Linked DNA regions of Zea mays: region 1 is linked to region 2. A link is a contact called in public Hi-C data. All regions are on one chromosome and are shown on one strand. Each heading gives the region's core, a stretch centred on a gene start, on an enhancer-like site or on the middle of the called end of the contact. The rest is flanking DNA. Distances are from core to core; before and after follow the strand shown. Region 1 holds the start of LOC100275584 (putative protein of unknown function (DUF668) domain family protein). Region 2 holds the start of LOC100382467.

What was found. A called contact is a pair of places that touch in the nucleus more often than the background predicts.
Region 1: a Hi-C map of tassel shows a contact between it and region 2, with 2.2 times the contacts expected there. The contact joins the promoter of LOC100275584 here to the promoter of LOC100382467 in region 2. A contact is called at or near these places in 2 of 25 Hi-C or Micro-C datasets (ear and tassel).

The regions. Positions count from the first base shown.
Region 1 is chr10:120,161,194-120,165,832 of Zm-B73-REFERENCE-NAM-5.0, forward strand. It overlaps LOC100275584 (putative protein of unknown function (DUF668) domain family protein), which reads right to left and starts at 2,597. Exons shown (of 13, transcript NM_001149635.2): 1 at 2,010-2,597; 2 at 1,584-1,888; 3 at 1,041-1,366; 4 at 857-949; 5 at 674-764; 6 at 494-587; 7 at 1-72. The coding sequence starts at 2,031.
Region 2 is chr10:119,596,862-119,601,188 of Zm-B73-REFERENCE-NAM-5.0, forward strand. LOC100382467 reads left to right here and starts at 1,251. Exons shown (of 5, transcript NM_001175207.1): 1 at 1,251-1,418; 2 at 1,547-3,477; 3 at 4,213-4,327. The coding sequence starts at 1,592.

The sequences.
Region 1 (4,639 bases), core at 1,347-3,846, 570 kb after region 2:
ATCTTTTTTTCAAGCTCTTCACATAACTACTTTGGGTCTTCAACTCTAGTCTCACAATTTGAATATTGTCTCCTGCAAAAAAAAAAGTAGACAAATGAGTGGGTCCTTGGGAAAAAATATATCGAGGCAAAGTAAACTGAATATAGTGTTAAAAATTCAAAATAATACAGCTTCATTGCCATATGAGGTGAATTTTGGACTTCTAAACAGTGCCAAGCCCCGTCGTGTGTGTGGTCGCATTTGCTCTCTTCCTCTTAATGAAATGTGTGTTTACGGATCGCAAAACAAAAAAAAAATAATGAGGTGAATTTTAGATTTTTTTAGTGATAGGAGAAATTTTCTTTGCTTAAGCTTCCACAATCCTTTTTAGTTCAGATAATATGCACAGTCCACAATGCCATTCTGTTTAAGTAATGAACACGTAACAAATGACAAAAGGCATCCACAATTTCCCTCCAAAAATGAAATACAATGTTACAGATGGGAGGCACACCTTTTTCAAATCTATCTGTATTACCCTTTCCGTTTAGCCTAGAGCGGTACTCTTGCTCGAATCTGTCTAGTGCATGCAACTCATGATACAAATCCTGAAAAAAGAAAGGAAAATATAAATGAAATGAAATGGTGGACATTTGTCGCTTAGAAGATATCTTTGGAGAACAACAGTGCTCACAGTTGTACGTTGAACGAGGTTCATCAACTTTTGCATCTCTGCTATTGCTGTTTCTTTCAGCTGCTTCTGGGGTGCACTCTCTGATTCTAACCTAGATATACATCAAATTAACAAGAGCTATAAAAAGCTAAAACATATTAGTATAACTCTGTGCTGCAGTGCCAAATCAAGAAATCTGCTTACTTCACAAAGTAGCGATCCAGGTTATGCCACTGGGGATCTTTACAGCGGTTCCCGAACCTAACAATCTCCTGGGAAAATATTTTCAGCTCTTCTCTGCATTTATTAACCAGAGTTCACAAAAAGGTCACTGGCCAAAGACGATAAGAAAGCCACCATGGTAACTGAGAATAATCTTCCAGGGTACCTTTTGTCGTTAGCTGCAATTCGCATCAGTTCACTCATCTCACTGGAAACCAAATTCTGCACACCTTCGGAAGGAAGCACAACCTGTTTGAAGTATGTGACAGTGTCTTCCGAGAGAGATTGCATAATACTAGCACCTTTAAGTATTGTGTTGGCAACCTCAAAAGCAAGAATTGATATCTTGCATCCTTTGGTCTTGGTCCTGGAAACAAAGCCACCATCTGAGCTCAAGGTCGTCATCAAGCAGCCTAACGTGTCTAGAATCTCCACTGCCTTGCCAAATCCAGCCATGCTGGCTGTCCCAAGCATGGAACCCAGTCTAGGGACCTGCTATGAAAGGTAAGGATTTCAGGACACCACACATTTGCTTTCAGTCACGTGGCTAAGCTAAAATTAAGCAATATAGGTTAAGTAATTGGCATGTATTCGCTCACAGATGTAACGTGAATTAAAGCTGAAAATCTTAAAAATGTTCGCTTGTCACTAATTTAGCTAAACATTATATGCGAAATGAAAATCAATTGACTTTCTGTCCACCACTTGCCTTGCTTGTCCCATTGCTTCCAGACCTTTCTATCCTGGGGTCCATTTTGCCAGACGGAGCTGTGTCTCCTGATGTTGATGCGTATTCCTCCTTGCTACTCTCAGGAAGAACGAAGGCATCATCATCCTTGTAGGGGAGCAGGTTAGATTTCCAAACAAACTCCTGCTCCTCCTCCATCTCCACTGTTTCCTTGACAACCTTCTGCTTGCGTGCAAGACTCATCGTGTCACCAAGATCGCTGGCGCCTTCTGCAGCATCTTCAAACCCCGCACCAGCGATCGCTACAGATCTTCTTGATTTCAGCGCTGCGGAACAACAGAAATCGACATGAGCCAAATTCTCCAATAAATTCAATCCAGCCTAGTTTACCAACAAAAAAAAAAGGAGAGGCACCTAGGAGTCCAGGACAGCGAAAGCATCACATACCGTACCAGCTGTGGCATTCCATCCGCTAGAATCCTGCGCCTGACACAACAGCGGCATCAAGGAACGTCCCCGAGAAACCAGGAACCGTCGCTCCCCACACCGCACGGAAGGTGCTCGACGGAATGCCCGCCCGAGTCAACGGGTAGCAGGAAAGATGGCGCTCTCGAGCAAGAACCAAAGAGAAGGTGCGGGAAAATGACCAACCAACCGCACCAACCGAAAATTTCCCGTACAAAGGAAACCGCGCCAGGAAAAAAGGATGCGAAGCAAAAAAAAAAAGAAGAAGAAGAAGAAGAAGAAGAAGAAACGAAAAAAAAATGCAAGCTTTCTCCAGAGCAAGCGACGATTCACGATCGGGCGCGCTGTCCAGGTGGACAGGAGGGAGGGAGCTTAGTGCTGGCCTGCTGGACCGCGCGAGCTGGGATCTGCAGCTAGAGGTGTACCGGACCACTCGCCCGCCTGCGCCTGCCTCCAAAGAGAGAAGCGAGGAGAGGAGGAGGCAGTTTCTTCCGGTAGTAGTATTTCTTTTGCTTTTCGCTGGGGCACCAACCGGACCCGACAGTGTCGACAGGCGGGCAGGGTGCCGGGTGGCCGCCGATTCGATTTCGATCACTCCTAATCCTTCCCTAGGGCCGAGTCCACGCGCTGACCCTGATTTTTCTTTTTCTTTTTTTTTACGGGCGCGCGTGTGCGGTCGCACGCTTGGAAACGCCAACCGCGCGCGCGCTGGGTCGCCGCCGGCCGGCATGAGGAGGATGGATCTGGCTGGCCGGCCCGGGCCTGCAGGTTGCTGACGAATCTAGCTCGCTTTTCAGCTCTCACCCGCTGGCCGCTTGCTGCCGACAGTGACAGCTACGGAGTGGGGGGCACGTTCCTGTTCCTGCACCGGTTGGTTTAATTTTTTTGGTTGAAAAAAACTCGTGGGCATTGTTTGGATGGTGGCTTGACTCTTGAGCCAGACGAAAGCCTGGATTGGCTGCCTCGACGACCAGGCAGCTTTTCAAACAGATATAAAGTTATTAGTATCACATTATTGGCCTAAAATGGCCGTTTTAATTTTCTTCTTGGCATATCGTTTCAGAAGTAGTATAGTTGTACTCACTACGTAAAAAAATGTAATTCTTATTTTTTTTAAATCCCACAATTTAAATTTTCACTAAAGCTATATAGAAATACTAAATAAATATTATTAGACTAATTATAAAATATGTATTTATACTAAAAAGTTATTGGAGATATAAATGTCAATACTTTTTTATTATAAATTTAGTTAAACTTAAATCAATTTGATTGATACGAATATCATTATTATATTTTTTTTGTAGATGAATGGAGTGCTTGCTACTATAATCACCATACCGGATCAAACAATGTTATATCCGTTGACGTGTTAGAGATACAATTAATTAGATATCAATGACGTGATTAGGGGTTAGGTGACGCATTTGTCTTTTCGGACCGGTGTGAAACACAATCTCCTCGTCATTATATAATTTTGTAATCGTACCACCTACTATATTTCATCATTATTAATATAATCGCCGGTCTGTTTACAATCCATCCACATAGCTCTATTTTTTTTTAAAAAAAACGAATTACATATAGAGCTGTTAATTATATTGATAAAGAAAAGGTTGCCCAAACTAGGTATAATAGAAAAACAACAACAATAATCGTAACAACTACAAACGACTATGACTACACTACCGGCAACAACAATATTGATAAAAACGCATGTTTTAGTTCAAAAATTAATTAGTCAGCGATAAATATTCGAGTACTAACTAAAACAACTGTGTCAACAATAACCCACTTATATAACATGAGCAAATAAATATTGGGCACGAGAGAACTAGGACAAGGAGAACAAATACAGACAACACAAGTCACCATCGACGGTAAGCAACAAGACGAGTCTTGTCATTAGGGGGTGTAATCGGATCGAATATGGACGGATATCAATAAAATCATATTTGTTTTCATATTTTTAGTCGGATTCGAATTCGAATACGAATACAAATACGGATGTTCTCGAATACGAATACGGATAGTCGTGGATCGAATACGGAGCTAATCGGACACGGATAGCGTCGGTAACGAATATTTTTGTCGGATATCGTGTAAGACATCATTCCACACATATCATGTTATAATCATTTAGCCCCTCCTTTAGTCCAAACATTTTATAGGATTATATGTGCACATATGCTACACCTCCATAAAAATCCATGAATTTCTAAGGATATTTTGAGTATTATTAATTTGTTTATGTAGAAAATCATTAAAATGCAATTAAATTCATAAAATATTGAGAACTATGATATGTGGTTTCACGTGTTATTATGATATGTGGTTTCACTTATTATTATGGTGGTTGTAATCATTACGGGTTTCACAAATAAGTGAAAATGCAATAATTGATGACATCTTGTGGTTTTTATGGTTCAAACATTTTTGAGGATGCTATATGGACATATGCTACTCATACGCCAAATTTCGTGAATTCCTGAGACTATTTGCATATTATTAATTTCTTTTTTGCAGAAAATCATCAAAATGCATTTAAATCCATGAAATATTATAGTATCGACAAAAAATTGTAAATAAGTTATCAAAACTAATAAACATTC
Region 2 (4,327 bases), core at 1-2,500:
GTACCGTCGAACAGTCCGGACTCCTTGCTCGGACGGTCCGCGACATGGGAATTTGGCGCAGCCGGTTATGAGACTTTCAGAATTGTGAAATCTCCCTCGCTTTATTCAATAACCTGATGTATCTTGCGTCAAATTATTAGCTCTGCAATTCTCAGCTCTGGATATATGTCGAATATCGAATTCATCAAAAGAACGGATTATGACTATTTAAAGTGTCATCTGAACATTGATATTTCTCTAAAATTTACTGGACAACTAACTGAGAATCCCCAAATGCCCTCACATGTTTTACAGGAGCTTAGCTCGCCACTTAACAGAGCCGCCACGAGCCAAATCAAACTTAGCTTGGTTCATTTCCACACCTATATCGAAGTTTGCAAGAATGATTTCTCCTTTTCTCTTATCGCGTGGTTGACTTTATTAGACTATCTCTAACAACTTATCCATCCTATCATATCTCTTATTTTAAATTTCATTCTATAAACGATATTTTGTATGACTGTATACATGATCGGCTGGAAACAACCTTAGGAGTTGAGAAATGGGATTAGAGGATTGGTAGAGCTTCCAAATTAGTTAAACTATATTTTTTAGAGTGGGGATTGGAAGTGGGTCGAGATGTTTTTGGGTCGTTTGTTTCAGCTTCTCGTTGTATTTCAGCTTTCGGGCCATTTAAAAGTGAAAAACTATGGAAAACTAAGAATCAAAAGCTAACTAGGATGAACTTTTAGGCTTTTGGGTTTTGGCTTATGGGATTGTTTGGATTATAAAAAGTCCAAAAGCTAGTGGCCATAAGCTAAAAACAAGGGAACCCAATTGAGAAACTAGGAACAATTGGATGTTTGATCTGCAATCGTTCGAGTGTTAGCCTAAAAATCAGTGTGTTACACTTTTTAAGATCTTGTTCGATTATTCTTATAATTCATAGATTGAAAGAGATTGAAAAATATTATAATTTTTTTTAACTTGCTCAATCCATATAGATTACAATGAAACTGAACAAGCCCTAAACGTGTGCAACCTAACCCTGATCCGAATCGCAATCTGCACACAGATGATCCATTCTCTACTGACAAACCGACCAAAGCAGTCTCTGGCCCACCTGTCTGTCTCCCAACAACCACATCCACTGTCGCGATAAGAGAACACGTGTGACCCCAAAGCTCGCCCCAACCGCAACGACCGACCAGAAAAAAAGCAGAAAGGAAACAAACTTCTTGACTACTACGAAACATCGAACTGTTCTCACAGATCACTCTCAAACTTTTTCCCATTTTCTCTCAAAAAGAAGAAACAGCGAAATTTGTAATTCTCAGTGACGCCAACCCTGACTCCGTTTGACGCGGCTCCGATGGTCACCGCCGGCGACCTCGCCGCTGCCGCCAACTCCTGAGACCTCGTCGCGCCTAGGCCCTAGGGTTCGATTCGCACGCCCTCAGTTTATTTTGTCCATTCCTCGTCTCCGATTTTGTTTGCTTGACTTGCTCTCGCCGCATCTGATTCCGCCACCGCTCGGGATTCGGGAATGGATTGGGCGCACCAGCAGGGCGTGAGCTTGCCTCCGCCGCGATCCGGGTACCAGTCCTCGAGGATGCAGTACCAGCACGCTGGCAGTCGAAGCCGCATGCCGCCATTCGCGCGCGGCGGCGGCGCCTACAGCCGCGGACGGAAGCAGTTCTACCCGCCGTCTCCCCTCCCGTCGGCGGCGCTGTCTCTGCCGCTGCAGAACAAGTATGAGGTGCTCATGGAGGCAGGCCGCCTCGCTGCCGAGTACCTGTTGGCGAAGGGCGTGCTCCCACCGGGCTCCCTGCAGCAACGCAGCGGGACAGTCGTCCCTGGAGGGTGGGGCCAGCTTCCTCCTCCGCCTCCGCTTTCCGTGACTTTGGAAGCCCAAGCTTACCACGGGGCCAGGAATGGCCGGCGGCAGGTCGATGATGAGTGTGGTATTCGTAATGCCAGCTCGCGGCGGAACCGTGGTGGTGACTACAGTAGCAGCAACAGTAGTAACTACAATAGAAGGGGGAAAAGGAAATTTGGGGCTGACAATAGGTATTCAGATTGGGCAAAGGATAGGGGGAGGAACAGGCGGTATTCTGATATCCGGAGTTATGATGACGATGATGACAATGGGGCTCCTGGGTTCAAACGGGAGCGCCGAAGCAGTGGTGGGATTGACGAGGTTGGCAGTAGGGTGTCAGGGGTGGCTGGGGAGGGACCATCATCGAAGGTGGAGGCGATGGGGGAGTCGGAGCTGGAGGATACTGGGTCAAAGGCTAGTTCTAACAGCAATGTCCAGCAGAAAGCTGATGCTTCGCAAGAGGCGAAGGATGAAAATGAGGCAAGCAAAATGCAGGAGAATAGTGTGGTGTCTAATTCAGATGTAGTCGAGCAAGCTTTGAATGGTGAAGATAATAGCAACAATGATTCTTCTGATGGTGTTCAAGAGTTAGAGACAAAACATTTGCCAGTATCCTCAGGTGAAAAGGTCTCAGATGGGAGGCCTGAAGATAGTGGTGTTCTGAATGGCAAGGTTGAAGATGGCAGTACTTCGCATGAGAAGGCTGAAGATGATACAACGTCAGAAGAGGTCTCCATTATGGAGAACAATTTGCCTAATGATGTTGGAAATTTGCTAAATTATTGTAATTTTGCAAGAGTTCCAACAAGACCACGATCAGTGCTTGCAAACAGGAATGTTGAACCAGCTCAAAAAGAAATTGATGTGTCCGAACTGGTCAATCCAGTTACTCCTGAAGAAATGTCCCAGATGGCAATTGATAGAGAAGCTAACACCAATTCCATAACTAATATTGAGGAAAACAGTAAAGACGAGCTCGTTGGTCAAGACCAAGAACGTGCTGAAGAAATTAATATCTGCAATCAAGTGGCGGAATCAATGGCATTCCATGAAAAGGAAACACAAGGTGAAACTGAGGAAATGGAAGAGCAGAAGAACATCCCTCGACATTATGAAGTTGAGGATAATAATGAGACTAATGAACTGTCTCCTACATTTGCTTCTTGTCAGAATAACTTCAGTTTGCAAGTGGAAAAAGGAATACAAATCTACAATTTAGATACCCCGCCACAAGATGAAGTGTTGATTGATCCACCCGATAAAGGGAAGACAGTTGATTCAGAGTTATCACCTAACATCAAAGCAGAAGATGCTGTTACAATAGAAGAGGAAAAGCTTGGCCAGTCTAGCTCATTTAAAATACGTGATCTCAACCTGGTTGGTAGTCCAGAGGTTGCCGACATGCGAGGTGACCCTCGTTTAGGCCAAAGCTTCACTGCTAGATGTTCAGTGGACCTACAAGATAATCAACAAATTGACCTTGGAACAGCTCTTGGTAACAATCCAAATAATACTGATACATGTACCCCATTTCTGTTGGCAAACAAGGCAGTTCAAGTTATTGATATCGAAGATGACTCACCAATTGAAGCTGGTGCTTGTGACACTTCAAAGTCAAAGTGAGTCTCTGCTGTTTCATCCTGGTGAAAGAATATATAGAGTCATGGAGAGTGTTTTGTTTTCATTAAATATTATGTGTTGATAAAATACTGGGAATCAGAGCCCTATGACCATGTGAAATTTGTTTTGGACTAGTTAACTTTAGGTTTTTTGTAATAGAAATTATGAGTGGTAGCTACAAGTTATTTCTAAAAAAAAGTGATGTTGGCAAACAAGGTCGGCAGCTATCATGCTACTAGTTGGTTTATGACTGATTGGAAGCAAATCTGCCATTATGTCAGATAGTCAATAGCATGGTATTCATTTTCACATTTATTTTCATTCAAGGAAAACATGAAACCTGTTCATAGCTACTACTGGAATTGGAAGTATGGAACATGAATTAATTCCGGGCTTTGGGCTGTAGTGGCAATCAAATTATATCCTTAAGAACATTGACCAGATTTGTTACAGATTTCTGGCTAGCATGCATTTTGATTTTAGAAACTGTCATAGCAGTGTTGAGGATGGATCAGTGTCTTTCAATCTAATCTAATTATTATTGGTCCATGCCAGTTATTTCTGCATGGTGCACTGGTAATATGGAGCAGCCATATCTGCCCTTGTTAATCTATGCATTAGTTAACTGTGGGTACAATATTTACTGGACATGCTTCTTTATCCCCTGTGGCATCTGGCCACATATGTTAAATCTGATTCATTTTTGTGTACTAATACAATCTGCTGTCAATCAGAGGTGAGATGGTATATTCTAGCATGGAGGGCTCGATGAACCCTCCGGCAAACAACGATGCTCTACATGGTATCCCAGATGGTTATAGCCTTGCAATTTCAGATTACCTTGGTGCT